Linked DNA regions of Salmo salar: region 2 is linked to region 1. The links are chromatin contacts, called in public Hi-C maps. All regions are on one chromosome and are shown on one strand. Each heading gives the region's core, a stretch centred on a gene start, on an enhancer-like site or on the middle of the called end of the contact. The rest is flanking DNA. Distances are from core to core; before and after follow the strand shown. Region 1 holds the start of LOC106613625 (ubiquitin-60S ribosomal protein L40). Region 2 holds the start of LOC106613630 (transcription factor jun-D).

Evidence for each region. A called contact is a pair of places that touch in the nucleus more often than the background predicts.
Region 2: a contact with region 1 is called in a Hi-C map of gill, with 4 times the contacts expected there. The contact joins the promoter of LOC106613630 here to the promoter of LOC106613625 in region 1. A contact is called at or near these places in 2 of 3 Hi-C or Micro-C datasets (gill and muscle).

Annotation. Positions count from the first base shown.
Region 1 is chrssa10:16,594,427-16,598,023 of Ssal_v3.1, forward strand. It overlaps LOC106613625 (ubiquitin-60S ribosomal protein L40), which reads left to right and starts at 2,318. Exons shown (of 5, transcript XM_014216074.2): 1 at 2,318-2,568; 2 at 2,997-3,108; 3 at 3,253-3,339. The coding sequence starts at 3,006.
Region 2 is chrssa10:16,745,633-16,749,052 of Ssal_v3.1, forward strand. LOC106613630 (transcription factor jun-D) reads left to right here and starts at 1,772. Exons shown (of 1, transcript XM_014216089.2): 1 at 1,772-3,395. The coding sequence starts at 2,096. The coding sequence ends at 2,917.

The sequences.
Region 1 (3,597 bases), core at 1,068-3,567:
ATTATCTACATTACAGGATTGCGCCGCCATGTTCAAGTGAGCACAGCACAACAACAGTGAGTCATAAAATATGTCTTGTATACTGCGGCATAAATTATGTAATATGCCAGGGAGATATGTATACAGTAGCTAAGAAAGTAATAATAAGTGTATGTTGTGTAGTAAGCTGTTAGTAGCCCATGTGTCTCACACTAAGAATTAACCTACTGTTCTGACTTGTTGGTGTACAAGTAGCCTATAGCCTGTTTTAGAGAAATGTCATCGTCGACTATTGTAAGAGCTTTCATTGTCTGCTTATATGCCCCCATTATTTATCCTACGGTTCTGACTTGGTGTACAGGGAGAATACTGTAAGAACGGCCCATGTTCTGAATTCTATCGCTGTAAATTTAAAAAGTGCTGAACAAATAGTTATATGGACTACTCGCTCATTAATGTCCTAATCGAAGTTACGGCTTGCCTCTTATCCTCTCATCGTTCCCTTATGCCATAGTTTGTACATCTCAACTGTTATATTGCTTATATAGGTCTATCTCATTAGTATGTTATCATCATTTTCAGCAATGTTGGAATGATTTCATTGTTTTTTGTTTTTAATTTGTGTATTATAATTAGCTCATGTGCTTTTCTTTACTATGTAATGTTGTTGGGTCTGTAACCATGTTTTCCTCTTCCCATTCAAATATTTTTTTTCAACAAAAAGTTTAGTAATAGACCCATGTAATTCCAGTTGATATGGTGAGGGTTGTTTTGTTTGCACAATGCGCTGTCTGTGTGTCAGTATGTTGTCTATAAAAATGGATCCTCGTGATTGTATTTTCCTTCTGTGTTAGACCACATAAGCCTAATAAAATGTTTTGTTGTGGCTTTGCTGGCATGCATCTAAAAAAAAATGGTTGCGTTTTCCCCAGCAAAATTTAGACGCTAAAATAGCCACAGGAAACTGCACCTGGTGTATTCTTACACTCAATAGTAAGTTGAGACCTCTGGGGCCCTAAGCCCTAAGCCACCGCTTATGCCTGGGGCAGGCCTTGCATAAAGGTTCATCCAAAACCAATGTTTGCCCCCGTTCTGCAATGCTGACTGAAGGAAGTCCTTTCCCATCAATGTGCTTACAGCCATAGAACTTCTTGGACTGTTCTTACTTACAATTTGTCGTTCTCCTTACATCACTGTGCATTTCCTGTTATGGTTATCTTTTTTTTAATCATTCTATTCTATTACATTTTTTTGTGTGCATAATACAAATCTCTGTCCTGTGTAGCCAACCATATACACCTAGCATTATGACAGCCCTGAGTGATACAGTTGATATTTTCTGTTAATTAGTGATGGAATGAAGATCTGAATGAACAGAAATGAGAATGTTCATTGTCTGCTGCTATGTGTTTATTTGTCAGTAGCAAAGAGAAGCTTATAGGAGGCAATGAAAGTTACTTACCCATTCCACAGTGAAGAGCATCACCTGAATAGTGGTAGCTACACACTTCCCTGCCTCAAGTGTCTTTTATGCAAGGGCCTCCCTAGTAGCGCAGCGGTCTAAGGCACTGCATCACAGTACTTGAGGTATCACTACAGACCCAGGTTCAATGCCAGGCTCTGTCACAGTCTGCTGTGACCAGATCACCCATGAGGCGGTGGACAATTGGCCTAGCCTCGTCTGGGTTAGGGGAGGGTTTGGCTGGCTGGGATGTCCTTGTCCTATTGTGCTCTAGCAACTCCTTGTGACGGGCCGGGTGCCTGCAAGCTGACTTTGGTTGCCAGCTGGATAGTGTTTCCTCTGACACATTGGTGCAGCTGGCTTCTGGGATAAGCAAGCAGTGTGTCAAGAAGCATTGCGGCTTGGCAGGATTGTGTTTCAGCGGATGCTTGGCTCTCAACCTTTGCCTCTCCTGAGTCCATAGGGGAGTTGCAGTGATGGAACAAGACTGTAACAACCAATTGGATATCATAAAAAAAAGTATTTTATTCATAATAGCATTTCTGTGGATAACCTTACAATTTAAATTTGCCTTGCCTCACGTTCACGTACAGTATCAACGCTGTTTGCATGGCAATGCATGCAATTAGGAAGATGTTGTTTTGAAACTTAAGAAACTTAAATGGAGTTAATGTTTCACTGTGGCATATTTTCATCCATTACCGTGAACCTGTCTTCCCCATGTCTCCCACCACTGATAAATTCATACATACTGTACATTACATAGTCAAATAAATTATGAAATAATACACACTTGAGACAGGTATGGTAATTTAAATGACCTAATCAGATAAGTTTACTCAGTCACACCAGAGGGTGGCAGTAAAATGCAGTTATCTAACACCTGTTCCAAGCGACTGATCGTTTGTGTTCGTTTGAGGATACAATTTAGTGATACCAGTAGTATATTGCAACTTTATATGACCCTGAAGCTAACTTTCCCCACATTTTGCTGTTAGTAGAGCCAGGATTAATCAAACAGATTTGTGCAAATAAAAAAAAAACTGGTGCGAAGCAGAAGAGGATGTGATGTAATATAACTTCCGCCTTGTACAGACTCTTTTCGTTGAGGCTCAGCTAGCGACCGGGTGGGTTCACATTTTTGTTCATAACAATTTTGGGGAAATTGACTAGAATACGCATTTATAAAGTTATAGAAACACACCAGTGTCTGTCCGCTACCATATACGTGTCTCAGTAGCCATTTGGTTATCACATGTTAGACGTGTAAATATGAACATTGAAATACGAGCTCGAGCATGTGGCAGAGGCCTTACTAATACGTTAGCGAGGTGGTTGGCTGCTCATTCTGATTGCCGATGGGATAGCTAGCGTGTTCATTATTGTCCTCCAAAGAGATTAATACTCGTTGATGACTGAGTTGTGGACTCCCATAGCATTGTGTGTTGATTTCCATTCTTGGTGCCAGGGAGTAGCAGACTCCGCTAGTTAACAAGCTTCTAAAAGAGAAATCCGCTAACTTGCCACCAACTCGCACCAATTCTTCTCCCAACAGCCTGCCAAGATGCAGATCTTTGTGAAGACGTTGACGGGGAAAACCATCACCCTTGAGGTTGAGCCCAGCGATACTATTGAAAATGTCAAGGCCAAGATCCAGGATAAGGAAGGTATTTTAAGTTTCATTGGAGCTCATTTGTCATACTGTATGGCTGTTTTATTTACAAAGGGGAGGTGGATTTTACACTTTGATACTAGCACTGTGCATGAGTGATTTCATTAGTGGGTCATATCAATATGCTTTCTATTCTCAGGTATTCCTCCAGACCAGCAGCGGCTGATCTTCGCTGGAAAACAGCTTGAAGATGGTCGCACCTTGTCAGACTACAACATCCAGAAAGGTAAGAGAGTGACTTAATGAGAGCATGTAATGCTGCTCAAAGTTATGAGTTAGCCCTATGTGAAAAGGTACAGGTGTTTTTTAAAGACATACTTTGGTGCTATACTAAAACTGCTTCAGGCTGGATGTGTCAATGTGTAGTTCATACATGCATAATCTATGAGCATAATTACTGTTTTACCTAAACTAGCTACAAAGTTTTTTCTGGAAGCTTTGTGTGCTATTTTCTCCCACTGGAGACAGCCCCCTAACAGTTATT
Region 2 (3,420 bases), core at 522-3,021, 150 kb after region 1:
TGAAGAATTTAAAAAAGAATAATGGGCAAATGTTGAACAATCCAGGTGTGGAAAGCTCTTCGAGACTTACCCAGAAGACTCACAGGTTTAATCGCTGCCAAAGGTGATTCTAACATGTATTGACTCAGGGGGTTGAGTCTTTATCTAATCAAAATATATTACTGTTTTATTTTTCATTATTTGTATTTTTTTTAAATAAATGTTAGTTTTTCTTCCACTTTGACAGAGTATTTTGTGTAGCTCGTTGAGTCTGTGCTCCGCTCCATAACGATTTAATTAGCCTACATGTCTTTTTTTTATATATATATATCAACTGTTAATAATAATCCTCAGCAACAATCACACGGCCGTGGCAGCGTTTACAGAGGTAAGCAAATATAGGTCAACGAAACAATATAATTAAATGGAATAATAACGTAAGCTGTAACAACTGAAGGGAACTAACAGTAAATTGGCAGTTGAATATGTACCGACGGTCGATACTGATAGTGGCTAATATTTAACATGATAGAAATAGGAAACAGAGAAAGTCTGGGTAGCCTATAATTAAGAGGTAGCCTATAACTAAGAGGTAGCCTATAACTAAGAGGTAGCCTATAACTAAGGTGGTGGAATTAATAGGGATTTAAGTCAAGGTCAGAATACGAATTATCTGTAGACACACCCCCGCCACACCTTCATTTATTAGATATCCACGCCAAACGAATAGCGGTTAAATAGCATGCTATTCTCATGTTTAAGTTCAAGGTCAATCTAGAAAAAAGAAACGCACACCTTTAAAGGCGAGGTGCTGGCTAGCGGAGTAGAACACTAGAAAATAAAGGAAAGCCGCACACTCTAAGAGCTCAGATGCAAAAATTTAATCACCAACGTTTCGACAGCGAAGCTGTCTTCATCAGGGTATCATCAAACACTGCGAGATGAGTCATTTATATAGTGTCAAGAGACACACAGGTGTTTGTAATCATGGCCAAGTATGGCCTAATATCATTGGTTAACTCAAATATTTAAAAAAATGGCATACAAAGAACATACAAAAAGACAAACAAATGGATAGCATACGATCATAGCATTTGTAGTCTAAAATGTATCTAACAAACAATTACAATGGCAAAATCACAATTATCACAAGAATCACAAGTTCAATAAGTTCAAGGTCAGAATACGCCTAGAGAGAAAAGTGCATGAAAAGGGAATTACGTTTCATTTACTTGCACTTAACTCGGGTCAGAATCAGCCCTGTGGTGAATGAACTTTGAAACTTGAAAATAAGAGTAGGTCACTCTTACCTTATAACATTGTATATGCCTTTACTGTGTCAATCAGTTAATGAAAATAGTGTGACCTTGAATACACTGATAGTCATTATATATCATGTGTTTTTATAAAGCTTATTATAAAAACCACACTCTTAGTCCTAGTATCTTCTCCATTTGCTATTTTCTTCTTTCACCACACTTTTTGGACAAGGTAAAAAATAATGTTATAGGGTATTTAGTGCAAAAACATTTGTCAAACAGAACTCAATGACTTGTGTTACTGTGCAAAAGCAATAGAACAGGGAAGAAAACAAGCCTTGACCAACCCCCACGCCTCCATCCAAGATTTGCTATGACATCAAACCACAATGCACCGCAGTGTTTGCAGTTTACCCGCCTTCTCCATGGCAATGGGGCTAGTACGTCCCCTTATTCAAATAAAACACGGAAAAAACGTGATTTCTGTCCAATCTGCGCGCTCTGAAGTGACATAATGGAATTTACGAGGATAGAAAAGGTAGCGGCAGCATGCGGAGCGCACACATTGGAACTTCTACCCCTCTAGTCGAGAGATTAACCATCGACTGTTTCTTATCTATTGTTTATTAACAAGGAAAAACAAAAAACGACAACATTTTTGAGGCAAAGGGTGATTTATACCCAGAACTTGGAGAAGGGGTAGGGAAACTTTAAAGAGCATTTGATTTAATGTTATGCAAATTACGCATCGTTTCCTCTTCAGCAACTGAGAGGTTATGGGAACCCCTCTTTCTGTCGTAAGGCTCTGCTGACTTTTTACAGCTGCTGTCATCTAAGATTTTGTATTTTACCAAAATATGATGAAGAATGACATTCATTTAAACCTTGTAGATGCTACTAATCTAAAGCCCCATCTCCGCGACGGCGAGGGCATTCTCAACTCCCAGGACCTTGGGCTGCTGAAACTGGCTTCCCCGGAGCTGGAGAGACTCCTCATTCAGTCCAACGGAATGGTCGTAACAACACCGACCTCTCAGTTCCTCTACCCCAAGTCAGTAACTGACGAACAGGAGTTTGCCGAGGGATTCGTCAAGGCTCTGGAGGACTTACACAAACAGAACCAGCTGAACGGGGGGACTTGCGCTCAAACGAACAGTCTCGACCTAAGTACCAACGTGGCTCCTGTCACTGTACACATGGACTTACCCGTCTATACGAACTTGAACAGTTATGGTAATGGACCTTTGGGCACCACTGTCAATTACTCCACAGACACTGTACCCTTCCCACCTCCTCCCTCTCACCATTTAGGTGGCACACAGCAGCAACAAGCACATTCCCGGTTGCAATCCTTGAAGGATGAGCCGCAGACAGTCCCTGACTTGCACAGCTTCGGCGACAGTCCACCACTGTCGCCTATCAACATGGACACACAGGAGCGCATTAAAGCCGAGAGGAAAAAGCTGCGGAATAGAATTGCTGCGTCCAAGTGCCGAAAGAGGAAACTGGAGAGGATATCCAGACTCGAAGACAAAGTCAATAACCTAAAAACTCAAAACACTGACCTGGCCTCAACGGCAAGTGTACTCCGGGATCAAGTGGCTCAGCTAAAACAAAATGTTTTGAATCATGTGAACAGCGGATGCCAATTGTTGCCACATCAAGTTCAAGTGTACTAATCGCAGGACGACATTGGTCAACCAGCATAAATAAGCTCAATATCTGTTCTCTTGTTGGCTCTCAAATATCTCAATTATGCACGTAGAGCCATCGACTTTACAGACTTAAAGGACTTCACTAATGTACATTATCTGTTTACACATTCTTTCTCATGGGTGTAAGACTGGATCAAACCAGTTCATCATTATTGTATTAGTATATCATAGCCTTATACTGAATAAATAAATATTTGCATGTTTATTGACAAACTCGAATGTTACCTAAGAGGGTGTCATTGGGTGCACGTCATTTCTTACCCCTTTTAACGTTTACAAGCAAGCACTTGTACATTTTATATCCAATGCTCCAGTGTCTTATTTCAGTGTTATCTTAATATGAAACTGTTGTCACCTTTTTGTTGCACTGAATATTTCCCTTCACATTCCTATTTTACTTGGATTCAGTTATCAAATAAACCTTGCTTGATAATACACGGCACATGTTTTGCTGTCTGTTGGTTCAG